Linked DNA regions of Mus musculus: region 2 is linked to region 1. The links are chromatin contacts, called in public HiChIP or PLAC-seq maps. All regions are on one chromosome and are shown on one strand. Each heading gives the region's core, a stretch centred on a gene start, on an enhancer-like site or on the middle of the called end of the contact. The rest is flanking DNA. Distances are from core to core; before and after follow the strand shown. Region 1 has its middle 32 kb from the start of Swap70. Region 2 overlaps Swap70 (SWA-70 protein).

The links. HiChIP or PLAC-seq counts read pairs in DNA pulled down with a chosen protein or histone mark.
Region 2: a contact with region 1 is called in an H3K27ac HiChIP or PLAC-seq map of microglia, with 6 times the contacts expected there. The contact joins two enhancer-like sites. A contact is called at or near these places in 8 of 39 promoter capture datasets (the 3T3-L1 cell line, the HPC-7 cell line, cranial neural crest and 3 more), 2 of 484 Hi-C or Micro-C datasets (the HL-1 cell line and embryonic fibroblasts) and 2 of 115 datasets of contacts at active chromatin or transcription factors (embryonic stem cells and microglia).

The regions. Positions count from the first base shown.
Region 1 is chr7:110,187,743-110,192,264 of GRCm38.p6, reverse strand. No RefSeq gene overlaps it. Among named protein-coding and RNA genes, the nearest start is that of Swap70, 32 kb to the left of the region's middle. Within about 2 kb of position 2,219, at least 113 of the 459 cell types and tissues checked have an H3K27ac peak or open chromatin away from gene starts, as enhancers often do. A contact at or near this core is called in the HL-1 cell line and microglia, where this site is marked.
Region 2 is chr7:110,281,111-110,285,848 of GRCm38.p6, reverse strand. It overlaps Swap70 (SWA-70 protein), which reads right to left. Exons shown (of 12, transcript NM_009302.3): 12 at 2,343-4,618. The coding sequence ends at 4,512. Gm32861 (a long non-coding RNA gene) reads left to right here. Exons shown (of 2, transcript XR_869865.3): 2 at 1-347. Among named protein-coding and RNA genes, the nearest start is that of Gm32861, 4.9 kb to the left of the region's middle. Within about 2 kb of position 2,163, at least 55 of the 459 cell types and tissues checked have an H3K27ac peak or open chromatin away from gene starts, as enhancers often do. A contact at or near this core is called in the HL-1 cell line and microglia, where this site is marked.

The sequences.
Region 1 (4,522 bases), core at 970-3,469:
GGTAAGGAAGATGGCTTATCAGGTAAAGGCACTTGCCGCCAAACCTGACAACCTGACTTCAGTTCCTGGGATCCACATGGTAGAGAGTGAGAATTGATTTCTCACAGACTGTCCTCTGACGTCTACACATGTACTGTGGTATTCCCATGTTCACATACATACTTACATATGTACATACATAGGTAAGGAAATGAAATAGAAAGATGATACAATTTTTTAAAGTATTATTTAAAGCCAATCATGGTGGCATATACCTTAATGCCAGAACTTGGGAGGCACAGTCAGGAAGACATCTGATTTTAAGGCTATCCTGATCTACATAGTGAGGCCCAAGCCCACAGAAGCTACACGGTGAGATTCTATTTTAAACACAACAAAACAAAACATACATTTTAAAAAAGCTATATAAATATAAGCGATACTAACAGACTCAACAGATTATATTTATGTATTTGTGCATATGCATATTATAATAATAATTAAAGAAAAAGAGATCATGAGTTTGAGAGGGTAAAGGAAAGAATGGAGGGAAGAAAGTCAAGGGGAAACAATGTAATTATATTTCAATTTAAAAATAAAATGAGCCGGGCATGGTGGCCCCAGCACTCGGGAGGCAGAGGCAGGCGGATTTCTGAGTTCGAGGCCAGCCTGGTCTACAAAGTGAGTTCCAGGACAGCCAGGGCTATACAGAGAAACCCTGTCTCAAAAAACAAAAACATAAATAAATGAAATAAAATAAAATAAAGTCAGGCATGGTGGCCTATGCCTTTAGTCTCAGCTCTCCAGAGACAGAGGCAGGCAGATCTCTCTTAGTTCAAATCCAACTTGGACTACATAATGAGTTCCAGGCCAGCCAGGGCTACATAGCAAGACCCTATCTCAAACAAACAAACAAACAAACAAACAAACAAACCATGAAGCTAGCCTGGACTATAGAGTAAGTTCCACGACAGCCAGGGCTACATAGAGAAACCTTGTCTCAGAAAAAAAAAAAAAATGTTAAAAATAAATTTAAAAATAAAAGACAGAGCATAAGCCAGCATGCCCCCACCAGAAGATGGGTGTCAGAGACAGAATCACAAGATCTGGTGGGCGAGCTGGTTTGGTGGCTACAACAGCCAACAAGAGACACTGTCTCAAACAAAATGGAACCAACACCTGGGATTATCCGCAGACTCTGCATTCAGGTCAAGGTATAAGAGCCTGTCCTCCCTCCCTCTCTCTCTCTCTCCCTCTCTCTCTCTCTCTCTCTCTCTCTCTCACACACACACACACACACACACACACACACACACACGTTAGAAAGCACTGACCCACATGCCCATGCATAAAAGGAAAGGTAACTTGAAACCTAGTAGATTAGCATATTATAAATCTAATCACATGACTTGCCTTCCTCCCTCCCTGCCCCCTCTCTCTTTTTTTTCAGACCTGGAATCCCAGACCTATAATATAACTTGCTAAGACTGGGCAAGAGCATTACCACAGAGCCACCCACCCATAGCCTTTCTATTTAACACCTGAAAAGAATAAGCAAAAAAAAAAAAAAGTTTCCATAAAGCAAAATTAACCAAAAGTCGTCTGTCCCAGGCCCACTTTGGGATAGGGGCTTCAGGGGGACTATTTTAAAATGATCTGAAAAAAAAAAAAAAGATCTGAGCTTTTTATTATCATCAGAGAACTTAATTCTTAAAGGCCAGTGATTCCAGTTATTGCAGCCTTCATGATGTTCAGTTAGAGACTAGGGACAACAGAAACAAGGCTGAGCCAGACATGGTGACACACACCTCTTATCCCAGGCACTGGGAAGGCTAAGGCAAGAGGATTGTACATTTGAGATCAACCTGAGCTACACAGCAAGGTCCTTTCTTAAAAAACAAAACAGCAGAAACCCAAGGCTTGAAGAGTTTCATGAAGACAGATCTGATTCCCTTTAGCTCAAAACTTTCTGGAAAGTTGATCTCTAACAGGAGGGGAAGCCACAGGCCTGTGCTGCCTGTGAGTAATGAAGGAAATTATGTCATTCAGGCTGTGCCTTACAGGGGCAGGAAGAGGGAAATAACCCAAAGAGCAAATAAACAAACAACCAGAAAGTCTTTTCAGGCTGTAAAGGGCTATAGCCTACTCTGGTACCAAGCGGACAGCATCTTGAATTGTTAATTTACCCCACCCACCACCGGACGGGAGGGTGGGGGAGCCAGAGCGACCTTTTATCTAGCTCTCCTAGGAAACATTAAAGTTCAACCACGCTTTCTGAGACTTTGGCCTTCCGATTAACAGTACTCTAGGGAAAGGCTTTGAATTTTAGATTCGTTGAGTTACTTCATAATCATTTATTAAGCACCTTCTCTTTTCTAAGGGCTGAGTTAGAAGTAGTGGGAACATCCAAAAGATGACTTGGTATAGAACTGGCTCTTCAGCTGCTTGAGTTGATGTAGGGACACAAGACGCAGAACTACATGGCTCTGTAGAGGAGGGCCAAGTTCTGGGGCTGGAGTTGCTGTCGGTTAAGAAAAGGCTATGGCTTCCTAACCAAGAGAATGGTATCTCCCTCTGTATGGAGACTTACCTGAACTGCCATCAGTTTAGTCAGGTCAAGCTCCTGGCCAAGGAGCCACGCCTCACTCATAAAGGCAGGCTCACCTTAAACCACCTTAAAGAATGGGAGGAATAATTAGCCCACCCAGGAGATAACACTCTCTTCCATCTCAGAACTCTCACTGCTAACCTTTTCTTTCCCAGAATTCCCACTCTTCTCTTTTCTTTCCCAGAACCCTCACTGCTAACCTTTTCTTTCCCAGAATTCCCACTCTTCTCTTTTCTTTCCCAGAATCCTCACTGCTAACCTTTTCTTTCCCAGAATTCCCACTCTTCTCTTTTCTTTCCCAGAATCCTCACTCCTCCCTTTTCTTCCCCAGAATCCCCATTCCTTACTTAGCACAGTAGTTACAGACCCGCAGTTATGCTTTCTGAAACAGCATAGCCTTTCCTTTTTGTCTTCCTGTCCCTTTTCTAGGCAGAGTTTCTGTGACACTTGAGACACTTGTTGTCTTTCTCTGAAGCTCCCCTCCCACCATGCGGCTGCTTGTGTGACATGGGTCTGACCTCCATGGCAGCTTAACTCAGCTGCCGGTATGTACAGCTGCCCGGCCCAGAGGTTTTCTTTAACCTCTTTGAGGTTCTCTTTGAGTTAGTCCTTAAATATTTTACTAAGGATAACGAGATTAAGAACTCCAAGAAGGAACCCAATGTCCCCGGTATCACAGGAAGATGACACATGAACGATATGACTCTACATAAGAGGAAAAAGGTGCTGAGGTGAGGGGCTGGAAAGATGGCTCAGTGCTTACGAGCACTTGTACTTGTAGAAGACCTAGGTTTGATTCCCAGCTCCCACAAAGCAGCTCACAACTGTCTATAACTCCAGCTCCAGGAAACCAATGCCCTCTTCGGACCTCCACAGGTACCAGGCACATAGATAGTGCACAGACATACATGCATGTGAACACTCATATGCATAAAATGAATAAATATGAAAAAATTAAAACAAAAAAATACCACATAAAGGAATTGATTTGAAGGAAATCCCAGAGTTCAGGTCTTAGCCAGTCCTAGGGCAGCCTGGAGTACATAAAAACCTGTCTCAAAAAAATCAATTAATTAATTAATTGGAAAAAAGGAAAAATTGCTAAGTACACCAAGACTTATAAAACAAAATAACATCATTTATATTTGAATGATCGTGTGTGTGTGTTGCACCTGTGTTCCTTTGCGGGGAGCACAAACACACACAGGTGTACATATGTGTTCATGTGTGGGAAGGTTAGTGTTCTTTCTTAAACCACTCCCCCTTATTTAATGAGTGGGGGTCTTCACTGAGCCTGGACTTCACCAGTTCAGCTAGGCTGGTCGGCCAACGAGTTCTAGGGATCTCTCTCTCTCTCTCTGCCACCACCCATCCTTTTATGTGCTTTGCTGAGGGATCCCACATGAGGTCCTTGTACCTACACATTTCCAGGTAAGCCATCTCCCCCAACCCCATGAGTGGCAGTGCCTGAAGTCAGTCTTCTTGACTAGTCTTGGCTCTCAACTCTTGGGCAGCAGGCCTCTGGGCTGATTCTTTTCACTACATCCATCCCTTTCTTTTTTGTTTTTGTTTGTTCAGGTCTCTAAGGATGGAGTGTGGCCTTATACGATGCTGTCAGAGCCAGTGAAACCCTGTCTCGAAAACAAAACAAAAACAAAACTATCCATCCCTTTCTGGAAAATGTACTGAACTCTCATTGAAGAAACTCCACCTGAGACCAGACAGGAAGAAAATCAAGGAAAAGTCAGGGAGGCGAAGAGGCCCTTCATCTAGGGAACTGGTTTCTTTCCTCTGGCAGAGTCTGGATATTTCAACACCACTGACAAAGGCCTACAACTTCCTAGAGACACCTATAATAGAGAGGTCAAAGAGAATTAATAAGCTGTGATTACTTAGGCCCAAAAGGATCTAGAAACTGAGTTTTTATCTTTTTTT
Region 2 (4,738 bases), core at 914-3,413, 94 kb before region 1:
CCAACTGGAGCATCTGTATCAAGCCCATCCGGTGGCCCAGGGAACATCAAGGCAGAACAAGTGCAGGAGTTGGGGATGGGGAGGTGTGTTATGGAGCGCTGCGTTCTTGACCAGACACAGCCACTGTGCTCAGGGAGTCACGGCAGCCCATAACCAAGCCAGTAAGATCAGTCTTCATTCCGAAAGGCAGCACTGACTGGACTCAGTTACAAAAATGAAAGGAAAAAAAAAGTGGAGGAGGGGCATGCAGGGGCAGGGTGCAGGACAGGGGGTGGGGATGGGTATAATTGAGATACATTACAAACATATGAGATTGTAAAGAATAAATAAAAGTCTATAAAAGTAAACTTCACGTAAGGCAACTTACTGAGTTTAGTGTTTAAGCAGAAAGACACTCTTAAAGATCACATTCAGGGAAGGGACACACCTGCCTCCACAGTGGCTCTGCACAGACCCGGGGGCTCTGTAAGCAGGTTCAGGGCTTGAGGAAGACATGAGCTGCTGCACCCTCTTTGCTGGTCCACATGAAGCTGTCCTTGAGGAGGCTTTCTGTGGGCACAGTGTGTGTGTGCGCGCGCGCTGGAAGAAGTGGTTCTTATAGTGAAAAAGCAGGTCCCCCCAGAGGATGCACAGAAGGCTGGTTCAACACACCACGGTAATCTGCAGGAGGTGTTTCTCAGAAAGGGAGCACTGTCCTAATGCAGGAAACATCAGTTGTCAAAAACTCCTGGGTCAGCCCTGGAGTAAAGCTCAGAGCTAGGTATGTGTGGAAGGGGAGATGTAGCCATCCTGTCTCAGAGTCACAACTGAGCCTAGATCTATGTGACTGATGCCCGGACTCCTTCCCAGGTAAGTACTCTGATGCAAGCAGGGGTGGGAAGCACAGAACGCTGGAAAAAGCCCTTTCCTGCCATCACCAGCTTCCAGCTCAGAACCAGGGCTGCAGGCCTTGGGCCTCCGAGATGAAGTCTTTTCCCTAGTTCACATTCTCTGTAATCACTCATTGTATCCTTGTTTTCATAACCAGGAGTGTGCTGGCTGTAGTGGGTGCCTCGAACCAGCCTCGCTTGGAGAGTGCTGTCCATTCCTGTTAAGTCTTGCTGGCCCTTCTGAGGCTTCCAAGTCACCGGTCTTAGGTAGTGGGTATGTTTGTGGTGGACACTCAATTCCAATCCTGGAATGCTCTCCCCTGATATGAAACCCCTGCTCTGGCAGCCTAGGACAGCCTCACTCCCATTGGACAGACTTTGAGGGTGACATGGAGGTGGCAGCTGGTCTGAACCCCCAGTCTGTGATGGACCCTGTCCCTGGGGTGCTCCTGGCTAAAGAGCAGAGAGGAAACTCAGGAAGTGAGTCTCCCAGATACCACCTTCAGAAACCCAGGTTAGGCTACTGGTTGTGTTTGGGGGAGAACTGGGGTGAAGTGGGGAGGTGGGATCTGGACAGAGCTCTCCTTTGCTTACTCTAACAATCTCTCTGGCCCTCGCAACTGCCATACAGGAGGCAGACATAGAGAAAGGCCCACATTCCTGTGGGTGTATGGCCCTGACAGACTGTTTCTGCTCTAGTAGAAAATGGACAGGGAGGTTGAGTCTAGACTAGGGTTGGAATTTAGTGTCCGCCACAAATGTGCCCACTACCCAAGACCAATGACTTAGAAACCTCAGAAGGGTCAATGAGGCTTAACAGGAATTAACAGCAACTGCCCCCGAGCAGGGGTGATGCAAGGCACCCACCACAGCCAGCACACTCCTTCCAGTTATGAAAACCACAAATGTTTCCAGATACTGCCAAGTGTCCCCTCAGGAACAAGTGTCTGTACTTGAGAGCACTGCACTAGAGAAAGAAGGATGGTTTGACAAACACCTTTCTCTCCCTGCTCTCCTTCATGAGGGAAGACCAGCTTGCCAATACATAGTCAAGCTAGAACAAGGGACCGCTTCATCCACAGTACGAAGTTTTAATCTTGGTGACCATGTAAAACCAAATAGAAAACCACAAGGTTTATTCTAGTCAAAGACATAAAAATAAATAAATAAATTGAGAGAACAGAGACAAGAAGAAAAGACTTCAGAGGTAACAGCAACGATAGAGGTAGGTTCCTGAGCTGACCAAGGCTTCCCACAGCTGTGACTCACACCAAACATGAGGTCACAGCTAACTTCTTGAGGTCTTAACTCCCAAACCCAGTGTTTTCAGGAGTATCCCTAAACCACATCCACATGACTGTATGAAAATGAAGATTAGCAAAAGCACACATGCAGGCAGGCACGCACACACAAGTGCACACACACATACACACACACACTTTACTCCATTTTATTAATGTAACCAGTTTAAAATGTATGAAATTCTGGTATGTTTAATTTTGTTATTGAGTCCACTTTACTAAAAAAATAGAAACCAAAAATCCCATAGAAAACATTTTAATACCTTAGAAAAATTAGCAAAAAAACAAAACAAAAAAAAAACAAGAAGTAGAGCATATTACATTGTATGTGTAGATAAAAATGTTTTAAAATTATAAATATTTTGTTCATTCTCAATATAGTAGATCCCAAAACATTTTCAAATGCTTTTCATTCATAATTCCTGCAAATAATCTCATCTCTCGTTGGAGGAAAGGGCTGATTACAGTGAACACACAGACAGACACTCCCAACGTTTCCTGTAGTTATTACAGAGATGAGGCACGGTCTATAGACACTTAGCTGAAACCACCTTGAGTATCAGGAGAGACCCACAAGTATCAGCGCATTGGCCTAAAGGGGAGTCACACAGTTCACATCTGTGCGGTCTTCTCATCCACTGTCTACAAAGGACTTTCACTTCCCAGCCACAGTGCTACTGAAGCCGGTGAGGCAAGCAGAAACAAACACTACAGACTGCAGACGCCTTCTGCACAGCCCATACAAAGGGAGCATGCAGTATTCAGGCTTGAGACCAGACAAGGAGGGCCGTGGCAGCTGCGGGCCATGCCTCTGGCTGTGCTGTAAGACAGTCCAGGTTTAAGGAGGGAGGTTCTGTCAGCCCGGCCCGGGCGATCCCTTTACCCCAGTCTCCCCTGGACCCCCAGGCCCTTGCTTCCGTCCAGACATTTCACACCGGCCAGTACCTTCTTGGAGTTTCTTTTTCTTTTCTCTCCAAGGACACTGAGGTCTCTAGGAGACATCATCAAGACACAGGGGAGACCCTGGTCCCCTTGGTCTGATTCCCGGCTGCACTGACAAGGAAACATGGTGAGTGAATGGCCAGGTCCAAACCTACACCCAAGTTATCCACTAAGAAGGTTCGTGACACAGTGATACTTTGCACACAAATCTAAACTGTATGAAGGCAACTATAAACATTAAATAAAATTACTTTTATTAAGCAGCCCAAAATCTTAAGAAAAATTGGTAAGACTTCCATTGGCAAATGTTTTCCAGTCATAAAAGGCAGAGATTAATGGAACTCTATCCAGTCCTTATGTAGATGCCAGGACTGCTGGGATCTATCTGTAGACTTGCACATGTCTGGAATGGCCTCCTTCCTGCTCTGAGGCAAGGCTGGACCAGGCCCGTGGGGGTCCCTGCTCTCTACTGAGTCCCACCTCTTCTGTGCCACATGGGTCACCTTCCTGTTTATAATGTAAAGCTTCTTGGCTGTGCATGGAGTTACTGCTGGTTACAGATTCCAACTAGTGTGGTAAGGCTTACTTTCCAACCACTCATCTCCGTCTCAGACCAGATTAGGGCTGAAATCATTCCTCAAACAAGAAGCATACAAACCACAATCTGTGTCATCCTCGGAGGGAAAAGCAGAGAGACATAGTTCTAGTGAAAGCCACAAGGCTGGCCATCATCCTGTGACACTTTACATCTTACCAGTCCACATTCTGTCAGCTTCCACTGTGCCCATGTAACCCCCCAAACTATCCAATCACCATTGATTTCAACAGACTAGCAGCTGGGGACAGAACACCCAAAGAACTAAGTTGAGCCGCTGGGCCAGGATAAGTCTTGCTTTGAGGTGAGGAGAAAGAAAATGCAAACGAAGCATGCCATGTGTGTGGTGGTCAGGGAGGGAAGTATCTTAGCTGAAGCTGGGAAGAGTCACCAACCAGATTCCATCCACAAGGGCAGTGACTAGTGACTTGTCCATCAGAGCACCAACAGCGGAGGCTTGCCATGACACCTGACTCAAAGAGGCCAACAGACCAGGCAATCGGCCAAGGGAATGCGCTGCCGGAGGGGAGGAGACAGCTGACCTCCCATCCAAGGCGGGGCTGAGACCAGGGGCTGCAAGGGCTGCAGAAGACAACAGTGAGGTGGCTCCAGCCACACCTGTGCCTATGTTCTCGCCAGGAGAGCTGAGACATCTCTAGAAGGTAAACATGGCGTCCTCAGCACAGGACCCTGCTGGAGCCCTGAGGGGAGACTTAGAAGCAGCAAAGCCAATGTTCTTGTCCCAGGTATGAAGCTCTTGACTCCTCACTGATGTGACTGACTGGGTGACCGCTGGGACGGCCGTCACTCTGTGGTCTTCTTCTCTTTCCAGCTCTTCTCTCTCTCCTCGAGCTCTGCCTGGGTGAACGCTGCGGGTCCCCAGTTGGTGATCAGATGAGGGTTCTTGGAACCTAAGCGACAAGCGTGCTTTCAATGCAGGAAGGCTGGCTCTCTCCGCACCTGTCATCGCATCAGGGGGACAACACTCCTACTTCTCTGAGGAATACCCAAAAAGGTCCGCCAGCCAAAAG